Regions from separate parts of the Rattus norvegicus genome. Here regions 2, 3, 4 and 5 are each linked to region 1. The links are chromatin contacts, called in public Hi-C maps. All regions are on one chromosome and are shown on one strand. The core of a region is the stretch at or near the end of the contact, and the rest is flanking DNA. Distances in the headings are between cores, read along the strand shown. Region 1 holds the start of Arid5b (AT-rich interaction domain 5B). Region 2 overlaps Arid5b (AT-rich interaction domain 5B). Region 3 overlaps Arid5b (AT-rich interaction domain 5B). Region 4 overlaps Arid5b (AT-rich interaction domain 5B). Region 5 overlaps LOC102546480 (a long non-coding RNA gene).

Region 1 (4,027 bases), core at 329-2,828:
CCCTCCGCGTCCACCCGGCGCGCAGCCTCGCACCTCACCGCAGAGGCCCCTGCACCCAGCCCCACACCCCACTGGAAGACGTCCACTTCGCGTGGAGTCACTGGAAACCAGAACATCAAATGGCTCCGGGAGGAGGGGGAGTGGGCGCGAGATAGTTCTTAATGCCGAACGTGTTTGTGCCGGTTACACGACCGCTTTGAAATCCGCCCGGGCAGATGCGCAAGTTATTTGAATGTATTATCCCAGTACCTGTCATTTATCACTTCAGTCAACACGCCTTTGCCAACTCAATTGCTTTTGATCTCATTCTGCCTCCGTTTCGTAATTTCCGCCCTCTTAAACATATCAAATACTTAAAAGAAAAAAAAAAAACGCGAACAATATCAAAACCCACTAAAAGAAAGCTACCAAGCCTAGGAGCCAGGCATGAAGGTACAACTAAAAAAAAAAAAAGCAAAAAAATATGTATATTAAAATATGTATATTAAAGCATGGGATATTAATCTTCAAGAGGAGGTAGCTAAACACACACACACACACACACACACACACACACACACACACACACACACCCTGGAACAAAACCCTTCTCGACAAGTTATTTGATCTTGACTAAAATCAGCAGTTGGACGGTCTTTGTAAAGCTGACAGCCAAACTCTGACAATGGTAAAATACTCCAGCCCCAGTTAGTGGCGCTACCCCTTTAAAAAACGAGCGGATCCTGCTCACCGCAGAACTGAATACAGTATTTTCAAGCTTGCCTTATAATACGCATTACTGGAGGGGGGGTGGATAATAAAGAAGGAAGAGAGGGAGAGATAGGTTTACCACCTCGCCATGGTCGCTATTTCGGCCTTGGGGAGTGTCTTCGGGAAGGAAATAAAGTTTCGAGCTGGATAAAAGTTGCCGGCTGGTCCTTTCTTCCCACAACAGCTGGAGCTCCGCTATGCAAATCGGATCCTTTGGCGTACATCTTACAAAGAAAAAGTCGCCAAGGGACAAGATTCTTGGTTTTCCTTCAAGGTGGAATTGAAAAGCCTTATAGAAAATATAAGGTCCGTGTAAGCCACACGGTGAGCCGACCCACTGCAGGAGGGGGAGAGAGAGGGAGAGGAGAAAAAAAAAAAAAAGCACCACGTAAATAATGTAGCCATCAAGCACAAATATCTATTCCTAGGCACATTCACACACAAGACTCTCAATACAGACCGACCCACAGATAGAACGTTGGGTGAAAAATATTACAAAACCCACTAATTTTCTACCTCCCCTAAAAAAAAAAAAAAAAAAAAAAAAAAAAACCCTCCGGGTCCTCACCACCACCCCTTCCCAGTTCCCCATATGAGGCGATAAAATTACATTATGTAGGTATGATCAGCGTAGGGATTTTTTAAAAAAACAATAAAAATGATTTTGGGGGGATGCAGAGGGTAAAAGTTTGGTAAAAAGTTTGTGGGGGGTGTGGGGGGGTGTGAGGGGGTGGGTGAGCTGGGGGGTTGGGGGCTGCCGGGGGGCGGCGGGACCGCAGGAGCGGAGGAGAGCGAAATACCTGGAGTGAGTTGGGCTCCATCTCGACGTTCTGAATTGATTGAACTCAACATTCTCTCCAAACTTGTTGGCTTGAATGGATTGCATCAGGTCCTGGCAGGGGAAAGCATTCTCTGCTTGCAGCCGGCGTGATGTCTCAATATAAAACTAAGCTCTAGCCTCCCCCTCGACACCAAAATGATTGAAAATATATCCTAATATTTCTTCGAAGACTCAATTTTCATCTCCTGTCAAAAAGATGTGGGTTTGCTGCCAAAGATGGGTTGATCAAATTCGAAATAGGGAGAAGGGCTCAGTCCGACCTCGGCGGGAAGAGAATGGATCAAGGCAAAAAGCAGACAGGAAGATGTAAAAAAAATTGAAACCCACCCTAAAACCAAGTAATGAGGGTACGTTTATCTACCCCGTTTCTGTGTCTGTGGCTAACGTCGGCTGAGATTTTTGGAGCAGACCACGTCTCCCGAGCTGCGTTGTGCATCTGACAGGACCTGCTTGTATATGTCTAATATAAAGAACATTTCCTGCAGAGATTCCGGGGCGCCGCTCCTCTTTCTAATGCTCCTTAGCAGATTTGCTGTTATTAGACATGTAGATTTGTTTGATAGTTAAATTACGTTTCCTCACTGCCATGTTTGAGAGAACTAATCTGTTAAATTATCTTCCGATGCCTATTTACACGGAAGGGAAAAGTGGGTTATCGATTATATAAACATATAAATATTAATGCATTTGTTCGCTTCGCAAAAAAAAATACTCAGCAGGGGAAAAAAAGGAAGAAGAAGAGCAGAAAGACAAGTGAGCAGTGCACACACGTCTCGTGATTTTGCAACAATATTGAACGGACAGCAACTGCATTTAGGGAGAGGAACAATAAACCGTGCATGATAAATCAATACATGCGAGCCGCGAGTCTGCTCGGAATATGAATTCGGGCTCCGGGTTCTGCGTGTGCATTCTTTAATTTTGAAGTATATACACTCGTACGTGTTTACAATGCTGATGGGCGCCAAGGGCTCTCTCAAATGATAATGTGTTTATATAACCCGGCGCTACAGGAATAATATACCGACTTCTACCCCACCCCCAATCCTTCCCGTGCCCCCCTCCTCCAAAAAAAGGGAGGGGGAGCTTTCTCGGTAATAGTTTGAAACTGAAAAAAATAATCCATTTGCAAACTAGTTAAATATCATCAGAAATTAAGCTGTTAGAAACGGGGGGGGGGTGGTTAACACATCGTAAGACAATAAAGGTTTTAAATGTGTATATTTATTGTTCTAGAGCCCTGGAGCATTGCGCGGTTTGCATGCACGGCTATTATGCAAACAGAGAAACTTAAGAGCCACAGAACAAGGAACAAGCAGGGACTGCAAAGCCCTCGCTCGCTGCGACCCAGCTGCCGGTCCTCCGCCTGGCTCGCTTGCATTTTCGCAGCGTTGATGTAAAATGGTGTACTCACTTCCCCCACCCCTTCCCGGCTCTCCTCCCACTCTTTCCAGCACCCCCCAACCTCCCCAGCGATTTTATTATATTGGCACCAATCTTTCCAGAGTGGGTCTGGCAGGCTAAAAAAGTAAACATGTACTATATGGGGGATAAGGTTTGTATAGTACGACAGTTGAAACTCGATCCGCGATAAAATTACAGGATGTTGAAATTACTAGCAAGCTATTTTTAACGCTTTCGCAACGTTTCACCTCTACCCGCAGCATCGAGTTGAGACAGGATTACTTTAATGAAAATTATATTCACATGGCTGAAGTTAATACACCCAGCAGAGCACAAACGCCTCGTCTTCGGTGATCTGGCGGTGGAAGGACCCTCTGTGTGTGTTTTGACGCTTTTTTTCCATAACGTCTGCCTCCGCTGCAGTAAGAATTAGGGCGCTGAACATTATCTAAAACACATTTTTTGATTCGGAACATGGAGAAGTCATAAAAAAAAAGGCAAGATGTATCTTGTTTCTATATACACAGAGATAAACGAAAGAAAATGGCAGATCCTCCAATTACAATAAGTAATAAAAGCCCATGCCAAAAAGCCCGTATTCTGGAAGCTGTCGAAAAGCTATTTTAATAATTTAAAGTAATATTCCAACTCCGCACCGTGGGGGAGGACAGTGTACCAATTTACAGTCTTCCATCTTTTGCATTAGCCAAATTATGACTTGCACATCACTCCTTAATTATCTTCCTTGAAATTTCATCTGATCTTACCATTTCATAAACATGGGTTAGAGAGAGAAATTACAGCCCTTTCGCCCTCTCTTTTTAACTTTATGGTGCACACTGCAGACGTTTGATTAGAATAACCCATTTTGTTCATTTTTAACATATGAATGGATTTGACTGAAGGGCATTTTACATATTTAAAAAAAATATTCATGAGCTGCCTCAGGCTTCCGTTAGCCTCTGTCCTGTTAGTGTAAATATATACATTCAATTCAAAAGATGATATATTAAAAAAAAAAAGACTTGAGTT
Region 2 (3,777 bases), core at 549-3,048, 82 kb before region 1:
ATATAGTCCTCCTCCATATATAATTATAACAGTTATATGTGTGTTTTTATTCTTATTTCTCTTTTCAAATCAATTAAGGCCCAGAATAAAATCCAGGACTACATCTGCCTGCCTCTGCTACTTTTTCGTGATTGTTGGCAGGTATCACAGAAGACACCACATTAAAACAAGCCAACAGACAAACCTTTCACTCAAAGCAGAGAGGGGCAGGCACAGTTGATGTGTTCAAGATTAGAAGGAGCACTGGCACTATTTCTGGTACTGAGAGTAAAATAGTACAGTTTAGGGAAAATTTTTCTTTCAGATAATGAGTCCTTTGTTCCTCACAAAGACCCTATAAACAGCATTACAATTTGTGACTATTCCCCAAAGTAGAGGTGACAATACTTGAGTTGTAACCCACAGGATTATCTCCCTGACACTGGAAGCCCAACCTTTTTTTTTTTTTTTTTTTTTTGGTTCTTTTTTCGGAGCTGGGGATCGAACCCAGGGCCTTGCGCTTCCTAGGCAAGCGCTCTGCCACTGAGCCAAATCCCCAACCCCGAAGCCCAACCTTTTAACCTTTTAATTCTTGTTTGGTTAACTCTGCATCATGACGAAATGCCTCGAGTTACTAGTAGTAGTAGTAGTGATAACTAATTTATAGTACTAGGATGGAGATACTAAGGTTTGGTCAGGTAAAACCAGAGAACTGATAACTTCACCCACCTACTAACCAGAATGATTCCACTCTGGCTAAGTGCGTGCGTGTGTGTGTGTGTGTGTGTGTGGTGTGTGAGTGGTGTGTGTGGTGTGTGTGTGTGAGTGGTGTGTGAGTGGTGTGTGGTGTGTGTGTGTGTGTGTGTGTGTGGTGTGTGAGTGGTGTGTGTGGTGTGTGTGTGTGAGTGGTGTGTGAGTGGTGTGTGGTGTGTGTGTGTGTGTGTGTGTGTGGTGTGTGAGTGGTGTGTGTGTGTGGTGTGTGTGGTGTGTGTGTGTGTGTGTGTGTGTGGTGTGTGAGTGGTGTGTGAGTGGTGTGTGAGTGGTGTGTGTGTGTGTGTGTGTGTGTGTATGTGATTTAAGGCCCGTGTTGCTCACTGTAGACACTTCAACTATCAATGTGATTTTCACATAGCGACTTCCCAATCAGGAGATGGGAAGAAGGCTGAATCCTACATTTACTAGCCTAATGCTCCTGTCTCCTCTTCCCTCATTAAACTCTCTCTACACCAGGAGGCCAAAGGCACAGCTGGGGTCTGGTCTAATGTGGCAACCCTCGGTGATGCCAAAACAAAAATTATGCTAACTCCATTGCTTGTGAACAGAACCACCCATTTGGACCAGAATTTTGGCATTGTTCGGACGGGGGCAAATTTCCAACCTTGTAATTAGACATTCCCCAAGGGATTGCTTTCATATTTATAAAAACTATAGAAAGCCCAAGAGACCCTCAGCCCTTATAGACGTGAATAGAGACTGCCAGGGAGGAGAGAGGAAGGAAGGAGAAGCGTATAAACTGGTATGGATGTGAAGACTTTGCAAGAGCCTTGCAGATCTTAAGTTCTATGATCCTTTAACTGCCTCCTAAGCCTCTCCATTAAATCAGCTTCCTCCTGACACAGCCATAAGAATATTAAACTCTTCAGTGGCTGGCATGTTCTGTTTCACAACAGCACAAAGAGAAACAAATGAAGGCAAACAGCCCCTTCAAGAATTCTTAGAGAAATCCTGCAGCTAGACCCAGTCCTCCTTTCTCCTTTCAGAGACTCATAAATACTCAGATACATGAAACAAGGGCCACCAATAAACGCGGTCCCCCCTTTTCTGTTTCACAAGAGACTTTAGTAGAGAAATCTGCGAACAAAGAATGGATAAATTGCACATTTGTTTAGCAAAAGACAAACAAAGTGTTCTCGGAACAATGATTTTCTTTCAACCACACCCACATCAGACAAGAAACTTCGGAACTAACCGTACAGAGTATTTTTCTAGAACATTCTAGTTTCTTGGGCTATATATACTTTTTTATTTGATTTTGATTTTACTCAGTAGAATATAACCAGCCAAAAAAATTAAGTAAAAGAAAAAAAAAAAAAGATCGGTACTCAAGGTTGGTATTGTAAACAACGGTTATGATATTCTATTAAAATGTCATCCCATCTCTGGAGTCACTCCTCCCCAGCAAAAAAATGTGAACATGCTTAGCTTTAAATTAAATATTCAAAGGGAATAAGAGTCCCACAATGACGAAACCTCATTTCAACTTCAATAAAGAGAACTTTAACTCGGCCTATTAAAAGTTAATACCTAAAGTACAGAGCATGTACTTCTCCACTGAAATGGCTCTAATCCTGTACTTATATCATAATTACACGTTTTGTTAACCTCTCTCAATGTCATTTTTTTTCACTTATTTATATATTTTTCAAACTCCCAAACAGAATTCCACAGAGAAACTGTAATTATAATCTGAAACTCCACCTCGACTTGTCAAACAGTAACTGTACACCATGGCTCTCATGGAGTCGGGGGGGGGGGGAGGGGGGGGAGGGGCGGGGCGAGCATTCATCCTGTGAGTTGCTCAAATTGTCTTTGTATAAAGAGATGCATGAAATGGCAAGCACAATAAATTACTGGAGCGTAGACTTTCAAATATCCATAATGCTTTTCTTCTTCTGTCCTTTCTTTTCTTTCTTTCTCTCTTTCTTTCTTTCTTTCTCTCTCTCTTTCTTTCTTTCTTTCTTTCTTTCTTTCTTTCTTTCTTTCTTTCTTTCTTCCTTTTTTAATAGTTAATGGTGGCCAAATGTGCAGGAGGTTCAAAACATCCATTCTGGAGGAGAAATTTGCTCTCATCTCTTACATAACATTGCAGAAACATAATTTTATCCCCCAGGCGGGGTTGGGGGTGGGGTGGGGGGGCTGTTTAGGAAACATCACACGGTATGTTTACTGAAAACCACCATCTAACATCAGAAAGCCTGAAACAAACAAACAAACAAAAAAAACCCCTTCATAAAAACCCTTCACACTAGGACTTTATAGAGCTTTGTGGAAAAAATAGGCATGTCCTTTCCTGTGCCTAATTACCTCAACTGAAAATTCTGCCAAGTATTTAGCCCTTTCCTTCTTGTAATCGTATTAGGGCAAATGCGTCTGGACGCCAACAGAAACAAACATTTAAAGATTTTTCACTTAAAAGATTCCAAATCTGTATGGAGGCTCAGTTTGAAACACAATGTCCTTGAGGCTTGCTGCACGGAGAACCTACAGCTTCCTTTCTTTGGTCCCCTCCCCCAAGCAGAGATGAATTTGCTAGAGTTAAAAAACAAAACAAAAAACCCGATGTCTACTTTTGAAACAATTTAAGCAACATCATGTCAATAGAAAGGGCTTGCCCAGTGATCTATGCAGCCTGCTGTCCCTTTCCTACAGGACACATTCCTTTCTCAAACCTTTATACTTTTTGCCTGCTCCTAGCAACCAACTAAGGGCGAGCCCTCAACTTTGTGTACCTGGCAGCCTTCCAGCCGTTAGTGCAATTGACAATTACACCGTCTCCATTTAATAGCTGTTCTGTTGTGACAGAATATTTGTCATAATTAGGCATTTCCTATCTTCTGTCCATTCATCTTTGATTATTACTGAACATGATTTTTTTTTTAATCTCAGAAAACCCAAGCACAAAAATCCTACAAATAAGAGTAGTTACAGCTGTTACTCTCCTTACCAACATTGTAACATGCAGGGTAGAGAGAGAGGGGGGAAAAAAAGACGGAATATAATTTCTTGGAAGGTAATTTT
Region 3 (3,563 bases), core at 809-3,308, 130 kb before region 1:
CCGACTGGTTTTCAACATGTGGGATGGAGAGCAAACGATCTCACAGAGCGCATCTTAAATCAAGTCCACACTGAGATAATGGCAATATTTTGGCTATAATGGATTGGATAAATATATCATTAAAATTAATTCCACATTTTCCTTTTTCAATGGCAGACGGCTTGTGTCATCTTCCGTATGGGTGATGCTGGTTTGGACGACAACATAATGTTAGGATCAGAGATGTCCTTGGTTGGGACTCAAAGGGTAAGCAAAACAGACCGACGTCTGAAGCTAGAACACAGTTATCGAAGATCACAACTCAAATGGTCCAATACAATGTAGGGTCCTATCTGCTGTAATGTCTGCTGTCACGAACACATGTTATTACCCCAGAATTTGCTGATGTGGGGTCTCAAAAAAGTTCAAATCTAGTAATATTGACTCGAGGTTACTAAACGTCCCGATAAGGCTGTTAGAACATTAAGTTCCTTAACTAAGGTACCAAGTGAAAACATGTTGGAGGAGGGAGAGAGGGAAAGAGGGAGGGAGGGAGGGAGAGAAGGAGGGAGGGAGGGAAGAAGGGAGGGGGAGAGGGAGAGAGGGAGGGAAAGAGGGAGAGAGGGAGGGAGGGAAAGAGGGAGAGAGGGAGAGAGGAGCTCTGACTCCTCCTGAGCTATTTTGACATGTTGATGACATGAGTTGGGTGTAGTGTTTTAATCATTTGGTGCAGACATGAGCATGAGAAAATGGAATTTGAGTGAGTTTGGCTAATCCCAAGTAGAAGTTTCCTGACCACAAATTGCCGAAAAAGTTTACAGTCTAACTGCGTTTGCCTTTTAGAGATTTCACTTGAAAGTAAGGAGAGGGGTCAGATACAGTCAGCCCTCAAGGCAAGAACATGACCTTCTTGGCATGGTCCAGCTGCCTCAGGTCCCACAATTTCACACGACACATTGCCAAGAAGCCCGGAGAAGTTGGATGAAAGAAAGAGGTTTCAGTTCTGGGAACTGTAGAGGAGACGAGCACTTTATCCAGTCATCCTTAGCATCCAAAGGACCAGCAAGAAAACAGGGTGACAGAAGAGGGACCTTGCTATGCACGCCTAGGGACAGGGGTTTGATTCCTGGAACCCACGCCAAGCTCTATGGAGAGAACCAGTTCTACGAAGTTGTTCTCTGATCTCCGTCTTCAGACCCACAATGCACATGCGTACACATATGCACTTGATAAAAAATAAATGTAGAAAGACCACCGGACATTGTGATGATAGTGGCTACTTAATACCGGGTCAGCCTAGCGTCTTGTTCTCCCGCATAGCCAGTCACAGGGTCTGAAATAAGAGTCCATTCCCTCTGGCTCCTCCACTTTGGTTTCTATGACGATGGCCATGAAGCACAGGAGCTAAGCAACCTATCAAAAGCCAAGCTCTCCTCCGCTGAACCCCTTCCTTTTATCTTCAAATGACCTGGATTATAACACACGAGAGCAGTAATGGTGGCTCCGGAAATAAATTCAGGCTAGACAGCGAGAGCTGCAGCTCAAGCACCTCAGGTTTTAGGCTGAGAGATGAAAACGATCACTGCAGCGTGAACAAGACATGCGACGGGTATTTTACTGTAGGATACTTATAAGGTGATCATTTTTAATGACATTTTTGGATGGGTTCAACCTACATGCAATGAAGCGCCCCGTCTGTGTGCCTCTGGTATGTTGGTGATAGCTGTAAAGGTTTTTTTTTTTTTTTTGGTCTTCCACCCAAGCGCTTTCATAGCATATGGTATACATATTTTAGCATCCGACCTTATAAACTCATGACCAACTGTCAGTAGACAGTTATCTAACACATGGGGTCGCCATAAAAAGCCTCCTTATTTGGGCAAAAGTCCTCGTCTGCACCGGTATCTCTGTATTTCCTCTCAGAAGAAATGTCTTTGGATTATTGGCTGTTCAGGAAACCCAGAGGCTTGCAAGTGTGGCGATTGAAAGGCCGCGAAATAAATCCTTAGCAAGTTAAAACACTTAGCTCGTCATTAGAACCATTTCTGGCTTTGTTAGCCTTAAGCAAACTCTCTATTGCCCTCTTGTGGTAAATCAGGGTGATGCACAGGGATGACCACAAAAACCCCAGGAACTAACAAGGTTTACTCAAACACAGGTAGGGCATTGATCTCGGAGGGACGCAAGTGTGAACCACAACTTTAGGCTGTTTCAATATGCATTTTAATTTACATTTAGTAGGCCTCCTTCAGGATGCCAGGAGTTGTGAGGTGAGGTTGGTGGGGCTTGTATAGGAGGTGTAGAACAATGTATCCCAGGAAGGTAACAGAGTCACTGTATCTGTGGCTATAGCTGTTCTATTTTTGTGGCCAATTGATTTTAACGAGTTTTATAACCGTAAAAAAGATCATGCCCACATTTTAAAAGTTCCTTCATAACCAAAAATAGGCTGATACTCCAATTGGCTTGGAATTACAGGAACCAAGGAAAGATGTCTGAATAACTCCCTAATAAGGAAGAAAAGCCACTAAAAACAAAAAAGGCCAGTTCATTTGTTTCTAACAATAGGCAGTATAGAGAAACTTGGAATTTATAAGACCAAGGAAAGGACTAAGCTGTATCATTCCATGAATAATAATAATAATAATAATAATAATAATAATAATAATAATTCTAAATCCTATAATCAGTTGTGCAATTGGTGCTTAATTTGATTTTTAAATTTCATTTCCAATCTATGTGGTGTAATTTTGGACAATTTCCTACTGAATGGGCCTGTTCGCCCCCAAAAGCAAATAAACTTGGTATTAAAACAAACCAAGCAGCTAAAAAAAGAAGTTGGGGGGATCCAAAACTGCAGAGCCCAGGACACAAAAAGCAAACCCTCTCTCCTCCAATTACCAGCCAAGGCACTGGCTTTTTAAATAAAGCTACTTCCCCCTGCCCAGCGTGAACCCAAATGTTCTGTAATTCCAAGATGATTTTAGGAGCGGATTTATCTTGACTTGGCCTCGACTCCAGTTTTGCAGCAACAGTTGTTTGGCTTTCGACTTTGAATTGACAAAGTCCTTAAAGTAACTCTACCATAAAATTAAACAGCTGTGTCTTCTTTAGCAAAACATGACTGACTGCTCTTATGTGTGCGCTGCGGCGCAAGCTCAAAAAGTGCCCTTTCTTTCATGTCCTTTTACTAAAAAAAAAAAAAAAAAAAAAAAAAATTCCAAAATAATTTCTCTAGTTAGCCTTGTTTCTCTTTAAAAGACAACAACAACAACAATGGAGGGGCCTCTGATGTGCATCTACTTCTAAGCACAGGCGTTTACACACCGGACTCTCGCTCAAAGGGCTTTTGTTTAATTCCTATTATGGTAGGAAATATGATATGCTGCCCCCCCAGTAGAATAACAAGCCCGCATGGCAGAAAGACAGACATGTTTGTTGCTTTCACAGATGGGAAGACTGAACTTTAAATGGCGGACGGTAGAGGAAAAAGCGTTTACAGAGGCTACGATTAAATTTAGAATTTGACTCCTGGCCCAGGTCTTGAACCAGAACCGTGTGAAGGCTCCCATTCTTTGGGATCA
Region 4 (3,764 bases), core at 831-3,330, 110 kb before region 1:
TTTACTTTTTAAAGGCATAAACATCACATCTCATACCCAGAAGGGGCCAGAATGGGGGCTTTTCTGGTTCATGCATATGGTGCAAGGCATGGGGAGATATTTCTCTGTTAACAGCCCTGATCATAACCTGGATTTCTCTAACCCTAGAAGCGTATCTTTCCGGCAGAGTAGCGTTTATAGAAAACGAAATTTAGGTTTTCAATTAGGCCCGACTTTCTCTTTCATATTCAAATGCTGCACATATCCTCCAACATGTTTACAGAGTTTTCCCAGATTTCTAAATAAATACAGCTAAAGAAATTCTGAAATATACACATTTTAAAGATGGCTTCACGTGCACCGAGCTATGCCCAGATGTTGAGCATTCCAAGTTTCTCAATAAATGAACACCACGCCAGGAAGGCAAACGTGAGCTGACAGTATTTAGTCTAAGTTCCTTTAAGTGGTTTAACATGTTCAATAACAGTATTTCATTATCAGCTGTTATCAAGGCATTCAGAGAGGAGGTTTGTGGGATGTGGGGCTGAGCAGCATAAATGTGGTTATTGCAGTGATTGTTTGGGGTTTTCATGATCTGCTGTGGCAACAAGTCTTGTCTTCTGTCTTCTGAACCCCATACATATATATACATATATACACATATGTATATATACATACACACATGCATACATACACACATATAAGTATATATACACACACATATATGTATATATACACATACACATATATACATACACATATATACACACATATGTGTATGTATATACACATATATGTATGTATACACACATACATATGTATATACACACATATATATACATATACATATATACACACATATGTATATATACACATATATGTATATATACCCACATACATATGTATGTACACACACATATATTTATATATACATATACACATATAATGTATATATACATACACACATATATACACACACATATATACACGCACACATATGTGTATATATACACACATATGTATATATATACACACATATACATACACATATATGTATATATACACACATACATATGTATACACACATATATACATACACATATGTATATATGTATATATATACAAGCACACATATATGTATACATGAATTTCATATACATATACAAATATACGCATGTGAATATATCTGAATACATCTATTCATAACAAATCCATGATCCTAGCGCACTGCCGTGAGTGCTCATTAACAACCACCACAACCCCACAGTCGGTTCTGTGAGCTTTGAACCGGTTCCAGAACGAGGCCTGCAGCAAATGGCAGCTTGGCCTTTTCGCTTCTCTGAAAAAAAAAAATTTTTTTTTAACAGTTAAAAAAAGGATTGCAGAAAATTCCCCGTAACCACTCCCTTCGCACCTTTTATCTCCTTCTCTAAATCCGTAATATTCACTCACTAAATCTCCAAGGTTGCTGTGCTCTTATGTAATACTTAATTCTCTCCCTCTCTGGTGTTGGCTTGTGAAATGTCTTTAATTAAAAAAGCTAAAAGCTCTCTAAATCTGGATGGCAGACTCATTTCCAGGGCACTCAGGCATGTTGTCTAATTTTAAAACTCTGACAGGATACATGTAAATTTATGCAAGTTTCACAAAAGTCACAATTTCCTCCTTGAATTCAAGCTAAAGAAAATGGCCCCAAGCTCTTTCCAGAACTGTTTACTTGACTGGAGAGCTTTTTTTTTTTTTTTTTCCCATTGTGTCAGAGGTGATTATTGCGGAAGATATCCCCAGTCAGCATCCTGTAGATCTGGTCAGAAGGAAGGAGTTAAATTTCCCTGATTATTGATCAAACAGACTCTTTGATCCCCAAGCTCAAACTGGGAAACACCACTGGCGAGGAGGGGCTTGAGGATATTATCATGCAAATTATTTTGGTTGACGGTAATTAAGAAATTATAGGTTAAGAAAATCAGTAATTGTTCACATGAGTCATTAATGTGTTTTCGTTCCTGGTAGAATGCTCTGGCACGCCCTTCCTCTCTTGCTTTAAATAAGCAAGGAGGGGAATGCGCAGTATTTGCAGCTCAGCAGAGCGACGTATTAATAGAAAGTTTGCTTGGAAGGGCAGCTTTGTAGAACCACGAAACTGGTTCTCTGCCTCTCTCCATATAATGTCCTTCACCCAGGAACCATCTTTAGAAAGCAGGGGTAGCCTATTTGAGTATCTGAGGCAGGGTCATCCCTGAGTGGGAACTGTTTCCCCCTCCCACCCTTCAGAAGTCCTAATCATTGGTCCCAATGCTTAGGAAATCTACACAGAAAAACCACACACTCAGGGACTCAGAACTAGCCTAGCCACGGGCCATTAAGCAGTTCCAGCTAATTCCGTGACTCCCTAGAAACAAATCTTGGCCTGGAACTCAACCTTTGCCAACATTTGCTTTGGAGAGATTTTTTTTTTTTTTTTTTTTTTAGATCCACAGGAAAGAGACTCCAAGTGGATGATGGGAGGTTTGAGACAGGCTCACGAATGATGGGCACACCGGTTAGCTTATAAATCACTGATCCATGAAGGAACACAAATGAAAATTATGCTTTTGTTTTTTTTTTTTTTGAAAGGCAGCCTCAAGTACTGACATGTGATACATGATACATAATAATGCTCTTAAACTGGCTCTGACATAATTTCTCTGGCAGCTCTAATAACCACAAATGATTGCTTTAGTTAAGAACTAGCCAGAAGCAAAATAGAGCCATGTAAAAGTAGTTTGAGCCATAAATACCTCAACAATATTTTATGTCACTTTGTAAAAAGTTAAAGGAGTTTTATAATAATTAACAACAACAACCCCCCCCCAAGGAAAAAAAAAACCCTACGCCGCGACGGACACTATGAAAGCTTATTTCATAGTCCCAAGGCTGCCAGCGTGGTAAATTATGTAGGCACCAGAGAAGCATTAAGGAGAAATAATAGCAACTTAAATGAAGGCTGACGTAATTCATGATAAACAGTCATTGGAAAATATTACAGTGTTGTCTTTTTTTTTTTTTTTTGAGTGGGTTTAATCAGGAGAATATGACCATACTCTAACACAAACCACTTCCCTTTTCCACCGTTAGTAGTTGGGAATTCTGGCATTCACCCTCCCTAGCTGCAAGGTTTTTATTCACCATAATTGCTGGATCCCGGGACCCTCAACACCTCCGGGGACCTTAACGACGTCAATTTGGAATTCTGATTGATGGAGGAGCTTCCAAGACAAAGCCCCAAATCTCTGAGCTGCCTGGTTGGTCCAAAAGTGGGGCTGAAATGGGAGGGTGGTATAGCCAGAGTGCTATAAGGAATACATATCAGCAAGGGTGGTTAAGGACTGCCAACACTGAAGAATGTCCCTTCTAATAGGTTCGGAGATGTGTCAACCAGGCACCTATCCTGATAAGAGCGAAGCTTGGCTCTGGATGGTAGTGGGTGAACTCTAAGTCTAGTAACACACAAAGAGGTAAACACAGTCACAGCCTAACCTGCCAATCTCATTAACGCCGAATGTCACCAGGTCATGGCTGGAAGATGTGAAATACCATAGAGTTGTCATGGAGATGGTTTAAGTCTGAAGGTGAATTAAGAGTTGTCACCTGCTGTGTGGAACCCCTGATTAGGAGCATTGGCCATAGAGAGAGCTTCCTTCAGATATGGAGGCTGGGTGCTATTTAACGCCCTAGCACTCACCCCACTTCTGTGAGTTTAAAGGGAAGACATAATACACAATTATGTCTGCAAGGCCTTCCAG
Region 5 (3,516 bases), core at 433-2,932, 72 kb after region 1:
GGGCACATCGGACCCTCAGAAGGAGTTACAGGCAGTTGGGAGGCTTCTGATGGGTGCTGAGAACCAAATTTGGATCTGCTGCAGGAGACCTATGCACTCTGAACTGTGGGACCCCGTCTCCAGTCTCTTAAAATTCTTCGGGAGTTGGGGCGAGGTCATGGCTTACAATTCTTTTTAAAAGAACAACTGAATTTAATATTCCTTCCGGCGTGTCTTGACTACAGCCATTAGCAATTCATCCTCCATTTTCCTAGCCCGTATTTTCTTACAGCCTCGCTGAGAGATGCCGAGGTTTTGACCCAGTGTGAGAAAATATTAAGATGGTTCTGAGATTTCATCACCAGACGAAAATAAGGAATCCCCAAACTGCAGGGTCCCAGATGGACTTTGGGGCTCAGGTTTCTAGGGGCGTCAGATTTCCCCTGGCTCCTAAAGTCTAGCAGAGAGAGGCCGGGTCTGGAGTAGTATCTGTTTTTCTGGCACCAGAACCATAGCTGAACACTAATGTGTTTAACAGTTGGACTTATTTTTAATCTACTGTATTAGGGAGCGCAAATTTAATCAAGAACAAAATGTTACCGATGGTGTTTTTGTTTCTGTGCATGCATACATTTCCCCGTGCTGTCTCGTGTTCTCTTGAGCTACAAGCTCTCTCTCCTGACATCTGACTTATTTCATAACATTAGATTTTTTTTTTTTCTTTCAGTGCCAATGTTTGTGGAGGGTGAAGGAGAGAAGTGAGGAGCTGGAACCCCCACCCCTGCCCCGCCCCCACACCCCCGCCATTAAAGAAATAATTGCAGAACAGATTTTAACAATTACTGTCCCTGCAGCGACTGTTGTTATGGACGGAGCTAATAAATGTCTTCAACCATTACCACTCTGAGATACACTCTCAGCTTATTTTCTGCCTTTGGAAGGCACGGCTGGGTTGAGGCATTCTTTTTAGCTCCCCCCCACCCCAGCCACCACCCCCCCTTAATCAAAGAAAGAGATCTTATCTCTCTGCCCAGCCTAGCTTACCCCTCCCTCTCCCCTCCTCCCTCAATGCCTATTTTACTGAAACCTGACTTGCAGGTCAGGGAACTGGTAACAGATTAATTTTACTCAAAGAGGAACACTAAGTATTTTTGGCCGGGACACATGAGAATCCTGTTATAATATTACCATTTCCCCCCCCTTCTAAATTAAATATTAGAAAAAATTAAGCCAAGTAGTGGCCCACGCTACAGTGGAAAGTATTTCTCTCGCAAACACGGGGAGATAAACGCTTGTGTGAGCGGAGGCACGATAAATATGCATTACGTTAAAAAAACCTAGATCATGCAGGTTTTTAGAGTTATAGCTAAAAGTGGTTTAGTGTTTCATGCCTAATAATAGATTACGCCTATCTTATTTCCAACCTTCATTTCTCCTCTCTTTGAAGTCCAGCCATATAAAAGTTGTTTGTTGAACCACACTAAAGTTAAAGCAAATATTACTTAGGGTGATTCATACTGGCAAGAATTTGCAACGAAGGCAGTGGTGTGTGTGTGTGTGTGTGTGTGTGTGTGTGTGTGTGTGTGTGTGTGTGTGTGTCTGTGTGTCTGTGTGTCTGTGTTGCCTGAGTCAAAGGAAATGAAATGTTTGTAATATTTTTCGGTTGATAAATTTATTAAAACATTCTCGAAGCTTGTAAGGGAAGCAAGGCTGACATCCACAGACTCTGCAAACAGATTACACCCGGCCCTGTGGGGGAGGCAGACCTTAAAGAGGGAAAAATTCTCTGGATTTCAGAAATTGCCACTAGGTCACAGTAATACTTAATTAACTGAATCCATTAACAGAGGGCTATAACCTAGTTGTTAAGACGAAGGGAGAAAAAAAAAAACAAGGAGAAAAAAAAAAACAAAAAGAAAGAACAAGTTTGGGGAGTAGTTAGATTCATTTAATCCTCTGTTCTTTGCTTACGGATTAGCCTTTCAGAATGAGCAACCTGATTTTTTTTTTTTTTAAAAAGGATCCATTTACCTTCCAGGCCTTTTCCTAGCAAAACATTTTGTAGGGTTGCAAACGAGATTAATTTGTTGCCAGTTGCGCCATACTGGCAGGGATTCTGAAAAAAGAATGTAAGTAATCTATCTTTGTTTGTAAGATATAATTAATCTGGCAGTTAAAATTCTTTGGAAACATTCTGATGACTTATGTGGAAAAGTAGAGCAAGGATTTCAAAGAAAAACTCAGAACTGTGTGCAGGGGAAGATAAAAGATATATGAAGTGTTTGTTCTAAGCGATACTATTCATTTACAGATCATAATGTAGCCCCACCCTGGCAATTATTCTGGAAAGCAAGACAAATCTTTGTCTAGAGCCTTCTGACGCGGTCTTGATTTGACAAACAAAATAAGCACATTACCGTTGTAGTCTAATAGACTGCAAGCTGCTTTATTCGAGTCAGCTGAATCCTGTTTTGCATAAAAAAGAACACTGTTTGCTATGGAGAACACATTTATGCTAATAGGACTTTGACAAAGTAAAATAAAATCGCATTAAGATGCTGTAAGGAGATAAGACAATGAAATCTCAGGGAGAGGGAGAGAGAGAGAGAGAGAGAGAGAGAGAGAGAGAGAGAGAGAGAGAGAGAGAGAGAGTTTTGGCACACACTAATTACAGTCACGTCCCTGCAGGAAAAGAATATATTTTTACACCAACTATCCATGTGTTTGAAAATGCAGAGAGCTTAAAGCACAATTGCTGGTTTCGGGCGGCGTTTCCTGGATGCGGCTGGCCCCCATGTCGCTAAGGTGGTGGTTGTTTTAAAGGAGTGTGGCTGATAAATCCCGCTTTCATTTTCAGCAGCAGAGGCAAGTTTCCTTCTGAATGCGAGCCTGCCACCATCCTGCTCGGTTTTAAGGGACTTTCCAATATAGGGCATCTGAAAACAAGGTTTTAGATTACATGGTAATTTAGGAATGCATGAAAAATGAAGCAGTTACCATAATAGGGTTCTGGGTAAACTTCATGGTTTTTAGAGCAAAACATAACAACATATGTTTTGTGATTTGTCTCAATGATATTTTTTTCTACACACACACACACACACACACACACACACACACACACACACGCGCACACACACAGTAATTTTGTTCGGGTACTATCAAAATATTTGGAGGCCTCATCTGTGCATAGCGTTTTTATAACCTTATTTTGAAAACTGATGTCTCTTCTCTTAGTTCAGTCATTAAAAGTCAGGCGATGATGGACGCCGGAATGCCTTGGGTTTTATGACTAATCAGTTCCTGGCAGCGGCCATATTTCTTCCCTAGTGAAACTTTAATATTCCTTTGGCCTTGTTTAAGCTTAAAAATTTTTTTCTGGGGGGCGGGGAGCAATTTTGCTACTCTGGTTACTTAGAAGTATCAACAACCAGATATCATACCAAACAGATTATCCAGCCCCCTGTGAACTAACACCCCACAAAATGAAGAGGCCAGAAAGGGGGGGGAGGGACCTAGTCTTCCTGGCTTCTAACA

The links. A called contact is a pair of places that touch in the nucleus more often than the background predicts.
Region 2: a contact with region 1 is called in a Hi-C map of liver, with 3 times the contacts expected there. The contact joins the enhancer-like site here to the promoter of Arid5b in region 1. A contact is called at or near these places in 4 of 12 Hi-C or Micro-C datasets (frontal cortex, kidney, liver and 1 more).
Region 3: a contact with region 1 is called in a Hi-C map of the A7r5 cell line, with 3 times the contacts expected there. The contact joins the enhancer-like site here to the promoter of Arid5b in region 1. A contact is called at or near these places in 9 of 12 Hi-C or Micro-C datasets (the A7r5 cell line, Schwann cells, frontal cortex and 4 more) and 1 of 1 datasets of contacts at active chromatin or transcription factors (oligodendrocytes).
Region 4: a contact with region 1 is called in a Hi-C map of the A7r5 cell line, with 1.9 times the contacts expected there. The contact joins the enhancer-like site here to the promoter of Arid5b in region 1. A contact is called at or near these places in 6 of 12 Hi-C or Micro-C datasets (the A7r5 cell line, frontal cortex, hepatocytes and 3 more).
Region 5: a Hi-C map of the A7r5 cell line shows a contact between it and region 1, with 2.6 times the contacts expected there. The contact joins the enhancer-like site here to the promoter of Arid5b in region 1. A contact is called at or near these places in 7 of 12 Hi-C or Micro-C datasets (the A7r5 cell line, Schwann cells, kidney and 2 more).

The regions. Positions count from the first base shown.
Region 1 is chr20:20,304,265-20,308,291 of GRCr8, reverse strand. Arid5b (AT-rich interaction domain 5B) reads right to left here and starts at 1,578. Exons shown (of 10, transcript NM_001107624.1): 1 at 1,551-1,578; 2 at 833-1,087. The coding sequence starts at 1,571.
Region 2 is chr20:20,387,087-20,390,863 of GRCr8, reverse strand. All of the region lies in intron 3 of Arid5b (AT-rich interaction domain 5B), which reads right to left. Among named protein-coding and RNA genes, the nearest start is that of Arid5b, 82 kb to the right of the region's middle. Within about 2 kb of position 1,798, at least 23 of the 93 cell types and tissues checked have an H3K27ac peak or open chromatin away from gene starts, as enhancers often do.
Region 3 is chr20:20,431,871-20,435,433 of GRCr8, reverse strand. All of the region lies in intron 4 of Arid5b (AT-rich interaction domain 5B), which reads right to left. Among named protein-coding and RNA genes, the nearest start is that of Arid5b, 130 kb to the right of the region's middle. Within about 2 kb of position 2,058, at least 12 of the 93 cell types and tissues checked have an H3K27ac peak or open chromatin away from gene starts, as enhancers often do. A contact at or near this core is called in the A7r5 cell line, where this site is marked.
Region 4 is chr20:20,411,852-20,415,615 of GRCr8, reverse strand. All of the region lies in intron 4 of Arid5b (AT-rich interaction domain 5B), which reads right to left. Among named protein-coding and RNA genes, the nearest start is that of Arid5b, 110 kb to the right of the region's middle. Within about 2 kb of position 2,080, at least 33 of the 93 cell types and tissues checked have an H3K27ac peak or open chromatin away from gene starts, as enhancers often do. A contact at or near this core is called in the A7r5 cell line and kidney, where this site is marked.
Region 5 is chr20:20,232,762-20,236,277 of GRCr8, reverse strand. LOC102546480 (a long non-coding RNA gene) reads right to left here. Exons shown (of 2, transcript XR_362173.5): 2 at 2,399-2,915. LOC102546554 (a long non-coding RNA gene) reads left to right here. Exons shown (of 4, transcript XR_005497640.2): 4 at 707-2,647. Among named protein-coding and RNA genes, the nearest start is that of Trnaa-agc57, 49 kb to the left of the region's middle. Within about 2 kb of position 1,682, at least 20 of the 93 cell types and tissues checked have an H3K27ac peak or open chromatin away from gene starts, as enhancers often do. A contact at or near this core is called in the A7r5 cell line, where this site is marked.